Regions from separate parts of the Mus musculus genome. Here region 2 is linked to region 1. Evidence: chromatin contacts called from public HiChIP or PLAC-seq data. All regions are on one chromosome and are shown on one strand. The core of a region is the stretch at or near the end of the contact, and the rest is flanking DNA. Distances in the headings are between cores, read along the strand shown. Region 1 holds the start of Spc24 (SPC24, NDC80 kinetochore complex component, homolog (S. cerevisiae)). Region 2 overlaps Smarca4 (SWI/SNF related, matrix associated, actin dependent regulator of chromatin, subfamily a, member 4).

The links. HiChIP or PLAC-seq counts read pairs in DNA pulled down with a chosen protein or histone mark.
Region 2: an H3K27ac HiChIP or PLAC-seq map of embryonic stem cells shows a contact between it and region 1, with 8 read pairs. The contact joins the enhancer-like site here to the promoter of Spc24 in region 1. A contact is called at or near these places in 17 of 39 promoter capture datasets (the C10 cell line, the HPC-7 cell line, HPC-7-derived erythroid cells and 11 more), 16 of 484 Hi-C or Micro-C datasets (the 63-12 cell line, the AML12 cell line, B cells and 8 more), 14 of 115 datasets of contacts at active chromatin or transcription factors (the 230-238 cell line, DN3 thymocytes, bone marrow-derived macrophages and 7 more) and 4 of 9 other capture datasets (adipose tissue, embryonic stem cells, liver and 1 more).

Annotation. Positions count from the first base shown.
Region 1 is chr9:21,758,305-21,762,343 of GRCm38.p6, forward strand. Spc24 (SPC24, NDC80 kinetochore complex component, homolog (S. cerevisiae)) reads right to left here and starts at 1,999. Exons shown (of 5, transcript NM_026282.6): 1 at 1,815-1,999. The coding sequence starts at 1,974.
Region 2 is chr9:21,668,417-21,672,455 of GRCm38.p6, forward strand. It overlaps Smarca4 (SWI/SNF related, matrix associated, actin dependent regulator of chromatin, subfamily a, member 4), which reads left to right. Exons shown (of 34, transcript NM_001174078.1): 20 at 519-632; 21 at 1,133-1,240; 22 at 2,068-2,154; 23 at 3,627-3,673. Among named protein-coding and RNA genes, the nearest start is that of Gm26511, 53 kb to the right of the region's middle. Within about 2 kb of position 2,130, at least 19 of the 459 cell types and tissues checked have an H3K27ac peak or open chromatin away from gene starts, as enhancers often do. A contact at or near this core is called in embryonic stem cells, hepatocytes, liver and 1 more, where this site is marked.

The DNA.
Region 1 (4,039 bases), core at 749-3,248:
AAGTAGTCTTATGTAGCTCAGGTTGGCCTCTGATCTCTGAATGGGGGGGGGGGGGTGTCGGTGTGCAGCTCCCTCGCCAGCTTCTGTTATAAACTCTATGATTTGGGGGGAGGGGATGTTGAATGATAAGATGAGGGTCTCACTGTGCTGTCCAGGTTGGCCACAAACTCCTGGGCTCAAAGAATCCTTCTGTCTTATCCTCCCAAATTATTCTACAGAAGCAGGTCACAAAGTATAGCCATCAAATTACTTAATTTTAATTATCTTATGGTATTGGGTTTGAATTTAGAGCCTCCATCACACATGCTAGGCAAGCACTGTACTACCTACGCAGAACCCACCTCAAAAGGCATGTGGGGTGGGACCTGGGTGAGGGTGACAGAGGGTTTCTCTGTAGCTAATTATGTAACTGAGGTTAGCCTTGAATTCTCAGCAGCCTCCTGCTTCGGTCTCCCAAATTCTAAGAGCACATGTTCAAGCCGCTAATGACTCATTCAAAGAAGAAACAGCAGGTTTGCGTGTGGAGGTCAGAGGACAAGCTGCAGGGGTCAGTTCTACCACCTGGCTCCCAGGAATCAAACTTAACATCGTCAGGTAGGCACCAAGTGTCTCTACCCAGTGAACCATCCTGCCAGCCCTCAGGTTTTTACTTCATTACTACTGCTTGCTCCCAAGGCCTCCTGTAGCCACATGTGTTCTCTCTGAGCTACAATCTCAGAGATAAAACTTCTCATTTTACTTTTGGTCTTCTGTCAATCAGGCTGCTTTGAATTCCTTCCAGCCTTCCATTCCTGACCCTCCTGCTTGTCTCTGGAACACTGGTCTGACAGGCCCATTCTGCCATGCCTGGCATGGAACCCAGGGTTTCATGCATGCCAGTCAAGTGTATCCCTGCCCCCTCAACAGTTTCAGGTTTCCCCCAATATCTTTGCAGAAACCCCTCCCCAGTCCCGCCCATGTTACCCCTCCTAATGATAGAAAGCATTTGTCTCCTCAGCCCATCACTGCAGTACAAATGTTATCCTGTCTCCTCTCCAGTAGGATGCCAGCCACCAAGGGACTCCTTCCCTGCTGTCACCCGAGGTCCAGCTCACGGCAGGCTCTGTTCACAAGTCTATTGGGAAGGCACGAAACTTTAAAAAATGTTCCCAGGGCCGGACGTGGTGGCGCATGCCTTAAATCCCAGCACTTGGGAGGCAGAGGCAGGCGGATTTGAATTCGAGACCAGCCTGGTCTACAGAGTGAGTTCCAGGACAGCCAGGGCTACACAGAGAAACCCTGTCTTGAAACAAAACAAAACAAAGTTCAAACAAACCTTTGACAGGGAAGGACACTGAGATGGGAGATTGCTCACACCTGTGACCAAGGCACTGAGGAGCTGAAAGGTTCTTTGAATTTCTCAGCTAAGTAGTTCTCTACTAGTCAGAGCTACATTTAAGCCTGAGTCCTGGAAAGTTAATAAAGGGTCGTGCCCTGCTAACTCTATATTTAATTACGCTTAAGTCCCTAGATGACAACCGTTGTCATGACAACGGTTTCACCGGTGGAGAAATCAAGGCTCGGGTGTGACTGCTCTCCCTCGGAAGACCCTCAAGAACGGCGAGCAGGAGTGGAGGTGGGGGCTGGATCATAAAGACTTCCAAAGGCGCCTGAGCTACGAAGTACGATCGTATAGAGTCGCGCATTGTGAGCTATGACACTTATCTGGACGCCTCTGAGCCATGGCAATTGTCAGATGGGGAAACTGAGGCCCAGGAGTACCAGCTCCCCCCGAGAAGTCCCCCGGGGCTGGGGCGCAGGGGACCGGCCCTCACCCCGAAGCTGCCGGTAGGCGCCGTCCTGCATCTCCAGCAGCCGCTCCATCATCTGCTCGTAGCTCCCGAGCAGCCGCCGCTGCTGCGCCTCGGCGCGGTTGGCCCCCAGCAGGCTCAGTAGCCAGTTGCTCACCTCCACCATGTCGCGGAAAGCCGCCATGACTGATCGCGCCGAGTCCGAACCCGCGCAAATTCGTCTCACCACGGGCCCCGCCCCCTCCCCAGAGCGCATAAGTCTCATTGGATCGTTCCTACGTCCGTCTCCTGCAGGACTCAATCAGCGAGGGGACAGAGCGCTTCGGAAGGAGCGGCCATTTTGTGGAGATCCTGTGCGAAATTTCTTCTGTCACTCAGGTGTGAGGATCAATCATCGTAGGCGGGGGAGGGGGGGGGGCGGCGGCGCGGGGGGGGGGCGTGTCACACGTGGCCAGTTTGCGATTGGCCTGGTACGCGTGCGTCGATTGTCGGGCTATGAACTCCGGGGAGAGTCCAGGGCGTTAGGAGTCTGTTGCGCATGCGTAAACTGGAAAGCTGCGCGACTCTTAGAGAAATTTGCAGGTATCAGTCGCTGCTTGAAGGGCAATGTAACGGATGGTTTATTATTTTTGCTTGTTTTTTTTTTTTAGTTTACTTTAGGAATATATTAATTATACATAAAACTGGGATTCATTGGGTTTATTTTTTTCTTGGCGGGGGTTGGGATGTGTGAGCTGTGAGATGTTGAGACTATGTAGAACTGGCTGTCCAGGAGCTCTTTGTTAGAGATCCATCTACCTCTGCCTCCTAGTGGTTGGATTATAGGAACATGCCACCACAATCATTCACCAGTCTCTATTTTTTAGGCTTATTTCTCTTTCTTTAATGTGTATGGGTAAACGTTTTGCCTACATGTATGTATGTGTCAGCAGAGGTCATAAAAGGGCATCTGACCACTTGGAGCTAGATATGGATGGTTGTGAGCCATCATGTGGTGCTGGGAGCCAAACCCTGGTTCTCTACAAGAGCATCCAATGTTCTGGGAAGGCAGAGGCAGGCAGATCCCAGAGTTTGAGGCCAGCCTGGTCTACAAATAAAGCTCCAGGAGAGCCAGGATTATATAGAGACCTTGTCTCAAAAATAAAATAAAATAAAATCTTTAAGTAGGAGTCTAGCATGTATCTAGCATGTAGCACTCAGGTGATGGGAGCTTGAGGATGGAGGTAAATTCCAGGCCAGCCTGGGCAACAAGAGCAGTGAACCCCGAAGCTGAGCATGGTGGCTCAGGAATCAGGAGCCTAAGGAAGAGGAATTGCCATTCATGGGACTCCAGAGTGCTGAGTGAATTCCAGACCAGCCTGAACTACAAAGTGAACCCTGTCTCCTTAAATACCTATACCCCAGAGCTGGAGAGATGGCTCAGCGGTTAAGAGCACTCACTCACTGCTTTCCCAGAGGTTCTGAGTTCAATTTCCAGCAACCACATGGTGGCTCACAACCATCTGTAGTGAGATCCAATGTCTTTTTTTTTTTTTTTTTGGGGGGGGGGTTTGAGACAGGGTTTCTCTGTATAGCCCTGGCTGTCCTGGAACTAACATTGTAGACCAGGCTGGCCTCGAACTCAGAACCTGCCTGCCTCTGCCTCCCAAGTGCTGGGATTAAAGGTGTGTGCCACCACTGCCCAGCTGATGCCCTCTTCTGGTGTGTCTGAAGAGAGCAATGGTGTACTCCTATACATAAAATAAATAAATAATCTTTTTAAAAAATACAACCCAGACAGACACAGACACTCACTTCTATCATATTCTCTGACACTCACTTCTATCATATTCTCTGACCTGTATACATCTGTGGTGACACACCGCTCCCCCCCCCCAACAATAAAGAGGATTTTTGAAAATATGAAGCCATCAAACAGACAACAACAATAAGATAAAACGAAAATTGGGAAGTGATGATGGAGGGGTGGGCAGGGAGGGCAGTTGGCAATCTGATTGTCTGGACGTGAGCTGGGCCCCTGAGCTCTCAGTAGAAACTGCTCCATCTCCACCTGGCAACTGTGTGACCCTGTCAAGTCAACCCTCCTTCCTTGGGCCTAAGTCAGTAAATTGCATAACAGTGCAAGTCAGTGAGAGAATGCTTGCTTAGCACACAGTCAAGCATGGGGGTTGGGGGTGGGTGGGGACCCAGGGTTCAGTTTCTAGCTGTGCAACTTGTGCCAGTGACCTTGGCACAAGATCTGGCAGGTT
Region 2 (4,039 bases), core at 880-3,379, 90 kb before region 1:
GACCTCCTCAGGGTATACCCACCCTCAGACACAAACAAATAAGTAAACAAAAGACACTTTAAATGCTAAACAATGTAGCCTTGAAGCCAAAGAATAGTATCTGGATAACAGTGCTTCTTAGGCAATGACTCCTCTGAGGCCAAGAGAGGAAGGTGTGGGACTAGTGTCAGAGCAGCCTTTGGCATTGATCAGACAAGCTTATAATGCCCCAAATTGCCTGACTTTAGTCAGCTGATGCTGTGGTTGTAAACACCAAATTGGTACTGCCTAAGGGAGACCCAGCGGCCAATTGTCATATGTGTTCAGGTATAAGGTAAGCATGGTACCTGGCCATTAGGCATTTCATAAATTACACAAAAGGCAGAAGATTTTCATTTTCCCAAGGATGAATGTCTTCCTCTTCTCCCAGAGGGCACAGGGGTACCAAGTGACAGCTGCTGTCCATGACACAGCTGCCCTTCCTATGCCCTGCCCCCCACTTTTGGAGGAATTGTTATAATTTACTGTCTGGCTCCCAGGTGGACCTGAATGAAGAGGAGACTATCCTCATTATTCGTCGCCTACACAAAGTTCTGCGGCCCTTCCTGCTGCGGCGGCTCAAGAAGGAAGTTGAAGCCCAGCTCCCTGAGAAGGTTGGTGTTGGCAGAAGCCACAGGTGCCATTTGTGGGGCTGTTCCCAGGGAGAGTGTAGTCAGGTGATCCTTCCCTGGACCCGCTCCATGGAATTGGAGTGGTGACTCACACCACTGTGCAGCAAAGCCAGGACCTGGGTCAGAACCGAACTTTGTCACACTCATGCTTGCTGTGTCCTTGTCCAAACTCCTGTCCACAGACAGAGGCTAGGACTCAGGTTGGATCTACTGAGTGGTATCAGTGGTGTGGGCCCTCTGCTCTATGCACCCACACTTGGCTTGCCTCTCTGGTTGACTTCACCGTTTATTTTCTGACAAGCTGTGGAAAGCCTTCCAGAATTTTGACCCAGAATCTCCTCCTCTTCCCAGATCTCCCTACTTTGAGGGCTCCTCCCTCATACCCCATGTCCTAATCAGAGTGCTGGTCACAAGGGTCCACTTGGTGGCACAGGCAACCCAGTTTAAGTTTGTATGGCCTGAGAGTGTTCTTTGCTCCACAGGTAGAGTATGTCATCAAATGCGACATGTCAGCCCTGCAGCGTGTGCTGTACCGTCACATGCAGGCCAAAGGTGTGCTGCTGACTGACGGCTCCGAGAAGGACAAGAAGGTTTGTTCCAGGTTCCTCTTTATCTATTTCACGATTGTCTAAAGGGAGAGGGTAGATGAAGAGCACCATGGGATCTGAGAATTGAATTGGTACTCTGCCCAGGAGACTTCGTTTGGCCCCATCCCTCAGGCATTCAAACAGCCACAGCTGTAATGTATCCTTTGAGGATGCTTACTAGACTGCTTTCTGGAGTTGCCCTTGTTTGAGTACCTGCCTTCCTCGAGACAGCAGGAAGCCCTGGGCTGACTGATGCAGAGTGGGAATAGTCCTATGGAACTTTACTTACCCAGCAGCCTTATCTGTCATGGCCTCTGCACCCTTCCTCTTTCTATTACTGGGGGCATCCCGACATTGGAAAGAGTGGGAGGGGGAGCCACTGCTCTCTTGGGAGCACTCAAGAGTGTCATTCTACACCTCCTCTAAGCAAGCCTGGGCTTGTCCCCCAGGGAATTACTAGTCCCTGCAATCCGTACCCAGCATCCTAGCCATGGCCTTAGGTGTGTGTCTGTTGTTCAGCCCCTTTCTTACCTGTGCGTTGGAGCATTGCGCTCCTTGCTTCCCTCCCTAGTACAGATCACTGTACCCTTCTTTGTGTAGCTGTACTGTGAGTGTGCTTACCCTTTGCTGTTTGCTATGTTTGCTTCCATTCAGTTCTTGTGCCAGTTAGTCTCTTAGGTCTTCTCAGAGAACTCCCTTCCGTAACAGGGCTACAAAGATAACCACCAGCTTGCTCTGGGCCATTCTTCTACCACCCTGCCCAATCTTGCCCACCTCCATCTTGCCCTAAAGGCAGGATTCCGTTTTGACCATCTCATGTGCCTCTGCAGGGCAAAGGTGGCACCAAGACACTGATGAACACTATTATGCAACTGCGTAAGATCTGCAACCACCCCTACATGTTCCAGCACATCGAGGTAAGGCCACAGCCCAGAGTCCTGGCTCTTGGTGGCAGAGCTAGGCTGCTTGTCCCTGACGATTGTGGCCATGTGTGTACATGTGTTAATAGGCCAGAGGTTGATGCCTTTATTATCCTCGGCTTATGCTTTAGAGGTATCTTTCATTGAACTTGGAGCTCACTAACTTTTAGACATGATGGCTAATGAGCTCCACAGATCTGTTTTTCTCTACACAGCTCTGAGGTTACTCACATCAGTCAGCAAGCCTGGCTTCTAAGTGCCAGCTATCCAGCTCAGGTTGTCATGAGTACAGCAGGGCATATCTGTCTCCTCAGTCCTTAGGATGTTCTTAAGAATGGCTAAGGAGCTGGCCATAGTTCCAGCACTCAGGAGGCAGACCCAGGTAGATGTCTGTGAGTTCCAGGACAGCCAGGCATGGTGCACTCAGGGGACAAAAGCAGATGAATCTCTTGAGTAAAGGCCAACCTGGTCTACAGAGAAAGTAGGACAGCCAGGGCTACACAGAGAAAGGAAAATCCTGTCGAAACAAACAAACAAAAAAGACTTAAGGTCTTCTCACTAGCCACTGTCTTTACACCTGTATCTGTCAAGTTTTCCTTTTTCTGGTATTTATGGGGGGTGGGGGGAGTTGCCCAGTGTAACCCAGGCCTGTGACAAGGAAACAGGTGTTCTAGTTTTGGGTGTGTACATCTCAGCTGATGTTTAGCAAAGCCATCATGGGACTGAAAATTAAAGTCTCTAGAAGTATTTGCTCAAGAGTCACCTCTAGGCTGGAGAGATGGCTCAAAGGTTAAGAGAACTGGCTGTTCTTCCAGAGGTCCTGAGTTCAATTTCCAGCAACCACATGGTGGCTCACGACCATCTCTAATGAGATCTGGCCTGTAGACACATGTAGACAGAACACTGTATACATAATAAATACATCTTTAAAAAACAGTCACCTTGTAGGTATTTTCTGCGTGTTTGGGGACTCCTCCCTTGGGAAGTGTTCCCACTCCTGAGGTTACACGTGTCTCTGTCAGGGCTTCTTACCTGCAGGTTATGAAGTGCTGATGGACAGACATCAGTCAGGTCTGTGACCACAGCCACGGTCATCATGAGTAACTGTGCTTTTGGAGAATCTCGACTCTTGCCTAAAAAGCAAGCATGTGTTAGTATTCTTAGTGTACAGTTTCAGGGTCACTCAAGACCTCTGAGTCCTTAGCGTTCCATTTCAGGGTGGTCTGAGGTGTTGACGTTGGTGCCTAATATCACATAGTCTTCTTCCCATCCTTCACAGGAAGAGCATGAGGGTTGGCATTGGTGCACTGAGTCCAAGCTGGACATCCACATCTGGACTCTGTGCCCTGCAGGCCACAGATAACTACCAGTGTGACCTCTCAGTCCTCTGCAGTAGCTGCCTGGACCATGGGCTTGACTGGGCAGTCCCTCCCTGCCTTGGCACTGATCCATCTCTTGTCCTGTTGCAGGAGTCCTTTTCTGAGCACTTGGGGTTCACCGGCGGCATCGTGCAAGGGTGAGAAGCTTCCCAGCTCTTGAGAGTGGGTAGCAGTCTGCTAGGGGGGTTATAGTCTTGTTCAGTGGCTTTGTTGCTGTGATTAGCATTTATCTGCTATCTGAGGCCTCCAGACCTAAACTCCACTGCCCACAGTGTAATGCTAAGCAGCCTCTGTTAGCCCTGAGCTTCAATCCACCCGCTCTGCCCTTGATACCCTGTGAGCACCTTTCCTGCAGCTTCAAGTGCGGGGTCCACTTCTTTTCTCTTGGGTTGTTGGGACACAGTCTCAATGTGTGAGCTAGGTATGTATGTAACTATGTAGCCCAGGGTGGCTAATCATCTTCTTCCTGAAGCAATTGGAATCTTTGTGCCTCAACCTTCCAC